Linked DNA regions of Sus scrofa: all the other regions are linked to region 3. A link is a contact called in public Hi-C data. All regions are on one chromosome and are shown on one strand. The core of a region is the stretch at or near the end of the contact, and the rest is flanking DNA. Distances in the headings are between cores, read along the strand shown. Region 1 has its middle 250 kb from the start of CEP44. Region 2 overlaps LOC102163133 (a long non-coding RNA gene). Region 3 has its middle 140 kb from the start of HAND2.

What was found. Hi-C and Micro-C count contacts between places; a contact is called where the count stands out from the background.
Region 1: a Hi-C map of heart right ventricle shows a contact between it and region 3, with 5 times the contacts expected there. The contact joins two enhancer-like sites. A contact is called at or near these places in 5 of 47 Hi-C or Micro-C datasets (embryonic fibroblasts, epiblast stem cells, fetal heart ventricle and 1 more).
Region 2: a Hi-C map of heart right ventricle shows a contact between it and region 3, with 3 times the contacts expected there. The contact joins two enhancer-like sites. A contact is called at or near these places in 3 of 47 Hi-C or Micro-C datasets (embryonic fibroblasts, fetal heart ventricle and heart right ventricle).

Annotation. Positions count from the first base shown.
Region 1 is chr14:16,144,366-16,147,387 of Sscrofa11.1, forward strand. No RefSeq gene overlaps it. Among named protein-coding and RNA genes, the nearest start is that of CEP44, 250 kb to the left of the region's middle. Within about 2 kb of position 1,601, at least 10 of the 83 cell types and tissues checked have an H3K27ac peak or open chromatin away from gene starts, as enhancers often do.
Region 2 is chr14:16,182,659-16,185,726 of Sscrofa11.1, forward strand. All of the region lies in intron 1 of LOC102163133 (a long non-coding RNA gene), which reads right to left. Among named protein-coding and RNA genes, the nearest start is that of HAND2, 280 kb to the right of the region's middle. Within about 2 kb of position 1,788, at least 3 of the 83 cell types and tissues checked have an H3K27ac peak or open chromatin away from gene starts, as enhancers often do.
Region 3 is chr14:16,317,822-16,320,773 of Sscrofa11.1, forward strand. No RefSeq gene overlaps it. Among named protein-coding and RNA genes, the nearest start is that of HAND2, 140 kb to the right of the region's middle. Within about 2 kb of position 1,525, at least 3 of the 83 cell types and tissues checked have an H3K27ac peak or open chromatin away from gene starts, as enhancers often do.

The DNA of each region.
Region 1 (3,022 bases), core at 351-2,850, 170 kb before region 3:
TTTTGTGACCCAAAGATATAACTCTTAATAAACTGGTGAAATCGTTCTAATGAGAATAGATTCATGTTTTCATAATCTATTAAGACTTATGGGCAGATTCAACAAATGAATTACTATGGTGTACAAGAGTGACTAGCCATCTTCACGACTCACCAATACCCCCCCCACACACACACACAGAATGAGCTTACTTTCTTTGACTCAGAAAACAACACAAAATGAATCTATTTGAGTTGACATACAGGAAATATATTTTTCTCAACTGAAGTATGAATTTCAAAGCTATGTAATATGCTGTTCAATAGAGTAAAGCTCATCCTTATCATTAAAAAGTCTGTTAAAAGAATGTTTAAAAGAATGATACAGAAAACAGCTCCTATTGATATGATAACCTCCTGTGAAGTGTGCAAAGCACACATTTTTTGGAAAGGAGATTTTTTTAAATGATTAGCATTATCCATTATTAATAACTATGGTGAAACTCGGGAGTGTGAGAGACCCTGGCTATTGCCTCCAGTCAAATATTTGCATATAAGCCAGGTCATGCTGGGTGCAGACAAAATGAAAAGAATAATCAGCCTTTCCCAAAACACAGCTCCCTGTCACAGGAAAGCATCATCTCCCATCACTGTCTGATCTTATTTGAGAACACCAGGCATTGCAGATTACCGGAGAGATAGCCGATTTTTTTTTTTTTCCCATAAGTCTCATTGCCAGAATTTCAAACCCAAATTGGATTATTAGAACATCACAGTATAATCCTGGTGCTGATATTTTGAAAGGAAAAACAATAGAAATAGAAAAAGGAACCACAGGGGATACTCTTAATTCTCCTCATGTACATTAAATATCTATTTGCTTAGATTCCCGCTTTGAAATAGGGAAGAATGTCAGAGTCGAGTCGTAGCCCTGAAGATCAGCTCTAAGAATTGAAGAACGTTTTTCCTTTTGCTCACTGGGGCTGTGGGAAAACACATTCGATAAGGTCTAAACGCAGGGGAAGTTGTTAACGAAGCAGTACTTTGTCGCTGGCTTCAGAGTTTTGACCCAAGATTTGTTATAACCCTGTCCCATTCCAGCAAAAACAGCTACTGGCCACCGGATATTCGGCGATGTATTGTAAAAACCGGCTATGTGCCCATATCTGGAGATACGCAACAATGTCAACAAAATCAGCACATATATGAAGGACTGACTTAGTCTGAATATTTGGTGAATTTATTATAGCCCCTAGTAGCAGAGGAAGCTCCCCAAATTCTGTCTGAGATTGAAAAGTCTTCCCAGGTTCAGCAAAGGGTGGTGTGGGATTTCCTTTTTGGTTTCATTTTAATGACCTTTTTGTGCCTTAAAAATCCTAAAACAGGAAACTTTTCTGGGAAGGAAAGCATTTGACCGGGAGAATTTGTCTTTGGCTGTCACAATCTTCAGCTACCATTCAGCTAAATGTTGTTTGGAATAATATGGCCTTAATGCCCCTATCTCCTGTTGAATTGCTCAGACGGGTGGGAGATTAGAGTGGGGAGAGGTGCCGGTATTATCTGTGGGAGCCCTCTGGGGGTCACGCTACACTAACAAGGCCGCCCCAGTCAGGGTGACAGAACCCAGCTGCTGCCTGGCTCCGCCTCCACCGTCACAAGGTTCCACTTACTGGGGGCCTGTGTCTCCAGAGACTGTGTATTCTAACCCATTTTTTTTCCTCCACCTCTAAAAAAGTGGCTAGCTCATCATTTTTGTCCTCATGTTTTAGGAAAGACCTACATGTGAAACCACTTACCTGTTTAACCCTCTGAACCTAAAGAAAATGTGTCACGCCACTTAAAATACCTCCACTCCAGGGCTGCCCTCACTGACGACACGTAGGAGTGCCCTAATGAGCCGTTGATCAGGAAGATAAATACTGGATTTTTTAATATCCATCCATGAGCAGCCACGAGAGTTTAGGTGACTGTATTTCACGAATTGCTTCATCTCTATTTATCCCGAGGGAAGTCATATGGTACATACAGAGCACTGCCCATCTGTACTTTCATCTTCAAAAGGCGCCTTGGTACCTTTTTTTTTTTTTTTTTTCTTTTTTTAGGAAAAGTAATTTCTTTCTTCCACTGAGGGCTCTTTATTCATGGTAATCGCTTTTTTCTTTTTCTTTTAAAGATGGTGAGAAACTTCCCAGGTTTGTTTGGCTCACGGCTGCTTCTGAAAGGCCAGCACACGGCAGGCAAAGCTCTCGGTTTTCACCTCAGTTTCTGGGGAGGAATGTCAGTCAGTCTTGGGTCAACGCAACTTAGAAACGGTGATAATGATTCAGCCAGTAGAGGGAGCTAGGGCTTCCTCACAGCTTAAAGGGCACAGCCCAAGGACGCAGCAATTTTGGGGGGATGAAGTTGATTCTTAATGCTACCCCGAGAGTAAAGGTTTGTACATTATTTTTCCTATAAAAGTGAGGAAGGAAACAAAACCATCCCTACCTTTTGAGGAGAATAACAAGTTAGGAGAAGTTTATTAGCATTATAGCTTATCGCTTTGGAAGAGTGAATCATTTTGGAAAGACAAATCGTGTTTATAATTATACTCATTAGACTACTATAATTAAAACTATTATTATAACAAACTTACATTCATACAAGGCTAAAAGAAGGAGGGAGCATTCAATGAGATTTGAATACTTGTTTCATGTTTGGTATTTAAATGGTTTTGCCAAGTTAACTCATGAAACAGATTTCTCCTCTTCGGTGCGTGCACTTGCACTGGGGAAAAAGGCAATGAAAGCATTTTTGGTGTCCTATTTTTTTCATTTATCAGCATTTGTAATTATGGTTAAGTGCTTCCAAAACAGGGCCTCGATCTATGAAAGGTCCTGCATTTATATAGTGCTTTTAACTTTTTGAAGTATTTTTATATGTGCTATCTCATTTTAAAGTAGATTTGACACAGCCCCAATCTATTAAGGAAGTGACCCTTTAAACCCAAGAACACTCTGGACATTTTTTAGCTGTACTTATCTTAGCTACCATTATAAAACTTA
Region 2 (3,068 bases), core at 538-3,037, 130 kb before region 3:
AAATTCATGGGCCAAGGATCAAATCCATGGCATAGCATCAACCCAAGTCACTACAGTGACAGTGCCAGATCCTTTAACCTGCTCCACCGGGAGAGAACTTCCAACAGTTTTTGTTTTGAAAAAAAATGCAGTGTATAAAATGCTGAAGGGGTTCAGTGGGTGCTCTAAGAGGCATGAAAGTGGTGTGTTTCCTGGATCCAGACGGGGAGATAGAACACTTCCCTCAAGTCACCCAAAAGTTGAAATACAAGTAAAATTCAGTCTGAGGAAGAAAGGAGAATTTTTCTAGACTAAGGAAAACAAATAGTTATTGGTCACTTACTAAGGGTGTTCTAGGAATAGTTATAGGTGTTGGGGGAAACAGCAGTGATCAACATGGTTCATTTTAAAAATCCTTGATCTCCTAGAGAAGGTAAAATTAATAAAGGGTCAAAGCATGGACTATGGAGGGGACCTCAGGTAACCAGATAGGGAAACAGTAGTTTTCAGGCTAAGAAGTTTGGAGTTTATCCTGGAGGAAGAAAGGGGCAGAGGTGTCACTGAAGGATATTCCTCAGGGACAATATGTCAAGGGTTTCTCTGAGTCCATGTCAAGTACCGAAGAGATTAAACAATTGAGAATACAGGAGAGAGACTACCATTGTAGAAGACAGTTTCCAATGGCTTCCCACCCCCACTTCTCTTTCTATGATGTTTGGAAAGAAAACACCACTGGTAGAGAAGATATTAGAGCATAAGCACATATGCGTGTGTGTCTGTGTATCTATATATATATATATAGAGAGAGAGATACACATATATTTGTGTGTCTATGTTATGTATGTGTGTGTGTAAAAAGCTTGGGAGGGTTCACATTGTTTATAATTCATTGCTATCCCCTTCTCCATGGGAAAATTTCACTCTGAAACACCCACATTCTTCCATTGTAAAATAAAAGCTTAAAAATAATACCCATCCATCCTTGTAAAACGACAAGCCAATTTAAACTTGGGGGAAAACAACTGGAAATAGGTTGGGGAAGGGTAAGGAGGGCTTTCATTTACTGACTGTGTTAGTCACTAGATAAGGACCCTCTAGCGCTTTTATGTAGGCTAATCTCCCATTGACCCCCATAGCCATCCTGCAGCATCCATCACAAAGGAACAGGAGATTTTTGCTTCCTAATTGTATCCACTGACACGTTTTCTCCTTGAAGATCGATTATCTTCTTTGAGTTAATTTTCATTCTCTGAAGCCAACCTATATTTTATTCAGGATCTGAACTCGCAGTATCAGTAGAAATTTTTCTTTTTAGGTAAATTGGAACAGAAAGGTACATGCAATCTTCTTATTAACACTTTTTTTTTTTTTTTTTAAACCTCAGGCATAATGGAGACTGGTTTTGTGCTTCCAAGAGTGCCTTAGTTACACGTAGGTGATCTAGGCAGTTAAGAATTAGTCCTGCAAAAGAGCCCCACCCTCACCCCCCAGGCTAGTTTATAGCTTCAAAGTTTAGGGAGGCAGATAGGGGTGTTTAAATGCAGCAACGCTAAGCTTCTCCAAAGAGGTGAAACAAAATTCTTTTTAAAAGCCGCCCAAGACTCTGCCTCATTTAAGAAATCTGTGGCATCTGAGGTGATAACAGAACCCAGTCAGTTCAGGCTGGTTGCCCGACTTGACTGAAAACTTAGTGACAGATAAAACATAAATCAGAGCCCTTATCATCCTGCTTCCTTGCTTGCCAAATGGGGGTGAGTTTATCATGGACCTGTCGGCCTGCTGATGGCTTTTCCCCTCAGTGCTGGGCAGCGGGCAGCGCGGCTGGAAGCTGGCTGGCGGTTCTAAAACGTGTTCATGTAAACAAGCAGGGTCAGACTCCCCTGAATTGCCAGCCAGGGAAGTGCCATCCATCTCACTAAACTGTACATTGATAGGGCTGTATCGTCGATATCTTGAAAAGAAAACAAATAAAAGGAAAAAAACCAAGTTCCCTGCTTTAGGCTGGGACCTCTCATGCTGATAAAAGTACTAAGACCTAAATTGCCTGGCCCAAGTGACACTGCCCATTCAAAGGAAGGTGGGGGTGGGACAGGGAAGTTTCTTTTTCTTTCTTTCTTTCTTTCTTTCTTTTTAGGATATTTAGAAATATCATTGGCATCCTCCAAGAAAGCATGCGATACTCACTTAATTTTCACTGGGTATAATATATTCCAGTTTAAGTATGTTTTCCTAATATTTAAAGCGACAACTCCATGAACCTGTTGGAAAGTTGCTAACATTTATGTTATTTTTTCATCTTTTCATATGGTTTGTTTATGGGAGCGACATGATTTTCCAGCCATAGATGTAAACCTCACAACTCAAGCCAGTGTTGTCACTCTGGCAAAGAAATGTATCAATATCTGTAAAGAGTTAATTCATCTGCTATACAGACAGGGGTACCCCCCTCCCCACCCCCCAAAAAATCATCACCATCACCAAAAAGTAACAACAGCTTGACTGACTCACTCTGGGACCCTCTTCCGTGAGGACATATATCTCTCAGGTGGAAGAATGGAAACACATGTTTTTCTGACATAGCTAGGGCAACTCTACTTCAAAGAAAAACATGCTACCTTTATAAAAGGCCAAAGACTTATGTATTGGCACTGAAGTGAAAGGGACTGCCCTGCCAAAGGTAGTATAAATATCTGGAAATTAACTCATGTCGGCATTGTTTACAATGTTTGAAGGTGAAGTTGATAATTTAGGAAGAAGAAACAATAGGTTCTTTACAGGAAAACCAAATTAAAATCACCTTTCCTCTACAACAGAGTGAGAGTAAGCCCAAAGACATTCTGAGAAGTGATGAACTCTACTATTAATCTCTCAATGTGGCAGAAACTTGAGATGCATATGGACATGCAATTATTTTGGCCACACCCAGATATGGTACCATGTGTTGTATAAATAGTACTTCCTCACTCAAGATTGGCTCATAGCCACTGAAAACTCAGATGTTTCCATTTAAAAATGGATGCATGGATATAAACATTGGGAAAATAAATCTGTGGTCCACCAAAGATATCCTAACACGAGCTGACTAAACT
Region 3 (2,952 bases), core at 275-2,774:
GGCTGATTGAGTGAAGATCATGAACAGGAAGGAGAGACCTGGGCAACTAGACAGATGGTAGAGCATTAACACGGATGAGGAATGCAGGAAGATGTGGTGCTTTGGTCAGAAGAATGATAAGTCTGTGGTGTTTTAGATACAGATACTTTGTGGAACTCCCACTTATAGACATTCTTTTTCTAGAGGTTGGGAGAGATGTAAGGGACATAAATACAAATTTTGAAGCAATCGGCATAGAGATGGTAATTGAACCTATGAGCAGATAAAATTTCAAAAAGAGTGGACATAACAGGAAAAGAAGACAAAGGCTCAAGGCCACCTCACTCACCCCCAGAGAGTTGGGGGGAAGTTTCAAAAGTATAATGTATAGGGAAATACTCCTTATGTTACTTACTATTTTCCTCATAAAGTCCTTTACATGGTTTACATGGTTTAAATCAACATGGCTTACAGAAAACATAGTTTATGACTCACATTCATATATGTGCCTGTAAATATCAAATAAAGACTATGTAAAATATCCCATCCTACCTCTGCCTCTTCTGGGAATAAGGCTGAAAAATTCTATAGTGTCCCATTTGACTGTTCCTGAATTTGTTTTCACTTGTAAATGCAAATAATAATATTTTTTATTTCCCAGTGTTTTTAAACCCCATTGGGAAAAAAATGCCACTTTTACTTTATAAATAATATATAATAGTAGTAACTTTAAAGACTTGGATCTCATTTACCAAACACTATTCCACCATTCCTAAATATTTTTATAATCATACGGCCTCTCCATTCAGTTTCCTTTCACCAATTCAAATGAAAGTCTGAAGTGCCACAAAAATGCATTTTATTTACAGAACTGGTTTATCACTTGAGAAATATCACCACAGTCTTCATGCTCAACCTTTATACCCTGTAAAATGTGTAGTATATCAGAAGCCAAAGCGGGATATTGGGGAATAAACAAATTAGATGCCTGAAAGTTTAGTACAAAGGCTACAACATAACAATAGGTGGTGCTGCTGGGATGGATACAGAACATGTACATTTTATTCAACACATGTCATGGAAATTCTTTCTGAACGAAATGACTATGTTTATTCAATTAAAGGTTGTCTTGGAGCAAAAATAAAATCTGATCAGGAGGAGAATTTGAGAAAGACAAAAGCTTCCATCAACTTCGTGTACTGAACAGAAAGGTATTTCCACCAGTGGGAGCTAGTTTTTGTAAGCAGACTTTCATGTACAGCCGGCAAATTCTGTGTTCATTCCTCAAGGCCAGGGACAGGCTGAGTCTTCTGTGCTTCTGTCTATCAGATGAAACCAATAACTGCCAGGTTCCGAATTTAGATAGGTACAAAAGATACTCGTCAATGTTCCTTAATGAAACTGTTATTATGATTTCTCTCTTTCTAATATGAATTTCAAGTGGAAGAAGGTTGACATCTAGATTTCTTCCTTGCCTGAGCATATGCGGTAGCTCAAGCACTTTGATCTCGAGCAGTGTCAACCTGCTCTTGGCTGTAACCAAATGATTTGAAGTTTCACAATAAATTAGGGTTAGAAGAAGAAAACTTTCAAAGGATGAGAATGGACCTGCATATCCAATTTTCCTAAGCCATTTCTAACCTTGCAATCAAAATGATATATTTTTCCTCTTCTTATATGTCTTTTTTAATTTATTTTTTATTAGGGTATAGTTGATTCACAGCATTGAGACAATTTCTGCTGTATAAATATACCCAGTCATACTATATATGTCTTTAAAAATATGTGACCATCATGATAGAAATGTAACATTCACACCCTCTTTGTGGTCAAATCCCACCTGTGGGCTAGGGGTCCCCACTAGGTACTACCTGGCACATTATACGTCCTTAGCATGACAGTCCGAGTCCAGAGTGACAGGTGTAAATAACTATTTAATTCTCTGGCTTCTCTTTGAGAGTCTGGTCCCTAGTTCTAATCACAGTGCTTACCACATAGCAGGCACTTGGTAAACATTTGCTAACTGAAAGCATGAACTCCCAGTACTTGGGGGGGGGGGGGTGTTTCTCCAAAGAACCTGCATGTTAATTCTTGATTCCAACCACCATTCATTTGAAAGCTGACTTGTTCAATGTAACAGCAGTTTGCCTTCCATACGTTTTGTTCCAAATCAAGTTAAATTTTCTCCCAGTGGATTATTAGAGACAGCAAACTCTGAACTCATGACTCATGCTTTTGTACCCTGCATGGAAAAAAATGAAACTGAAAAGAGGAAATCCAGAAGCTGCCAGCTTTGGAAACTACAAGCATAATGGGAATTATCTGCCCAGCCTACTATGGAATTACACCAACCTTAATTATAACACAGAGAAGCTCCCTTACGGATGGATTATTTTAAGGTAGTAACTAACCAATAAATTCTATTCTATGCTTTGAAGGCTTTTTTCATATAAATGTAGCATCTTGTGTTTGGCATAAGGTAAATGCACATCTGGTTTTCCCTATTCACCTCAAAGTATAATGTTTGGACACTTTTCTCTGTGAGTTTCATGAAAACGGCATACGTGGCACAGATATATTTTATGGATGTGAGATATGTTATGAAGTTTCTGGTAAAGGCAATCTCTCTATGGGTCTCTTTTTTAGCAAATCCGTTTATGTGAAATAATTGGGATAGATTAGTCAAAAATGCTTTCATCTTGGTTTCTTGCCTACATTGCATTTTAAAATAATTAAAACTCCAGATTGTTTCTGTTTTTCACCTAAGTTTACTGGCACCCAGCAAAGAAGCCTCCACTTTGATTTTAATCATGGCCAGACGATGGAAGGCCTCTGTCTCAGAAGCAGCAAGAGCAGCAAGTAGAAACCCTGCTGGGTAATTTCAAAGCAATGCACTTCCTGCTGGTAGCCCTACTGTATGGTTTCTGTTCTGCCAAGGGCACCAATAGAAGGCAACTGCCAATTTGCACCTCA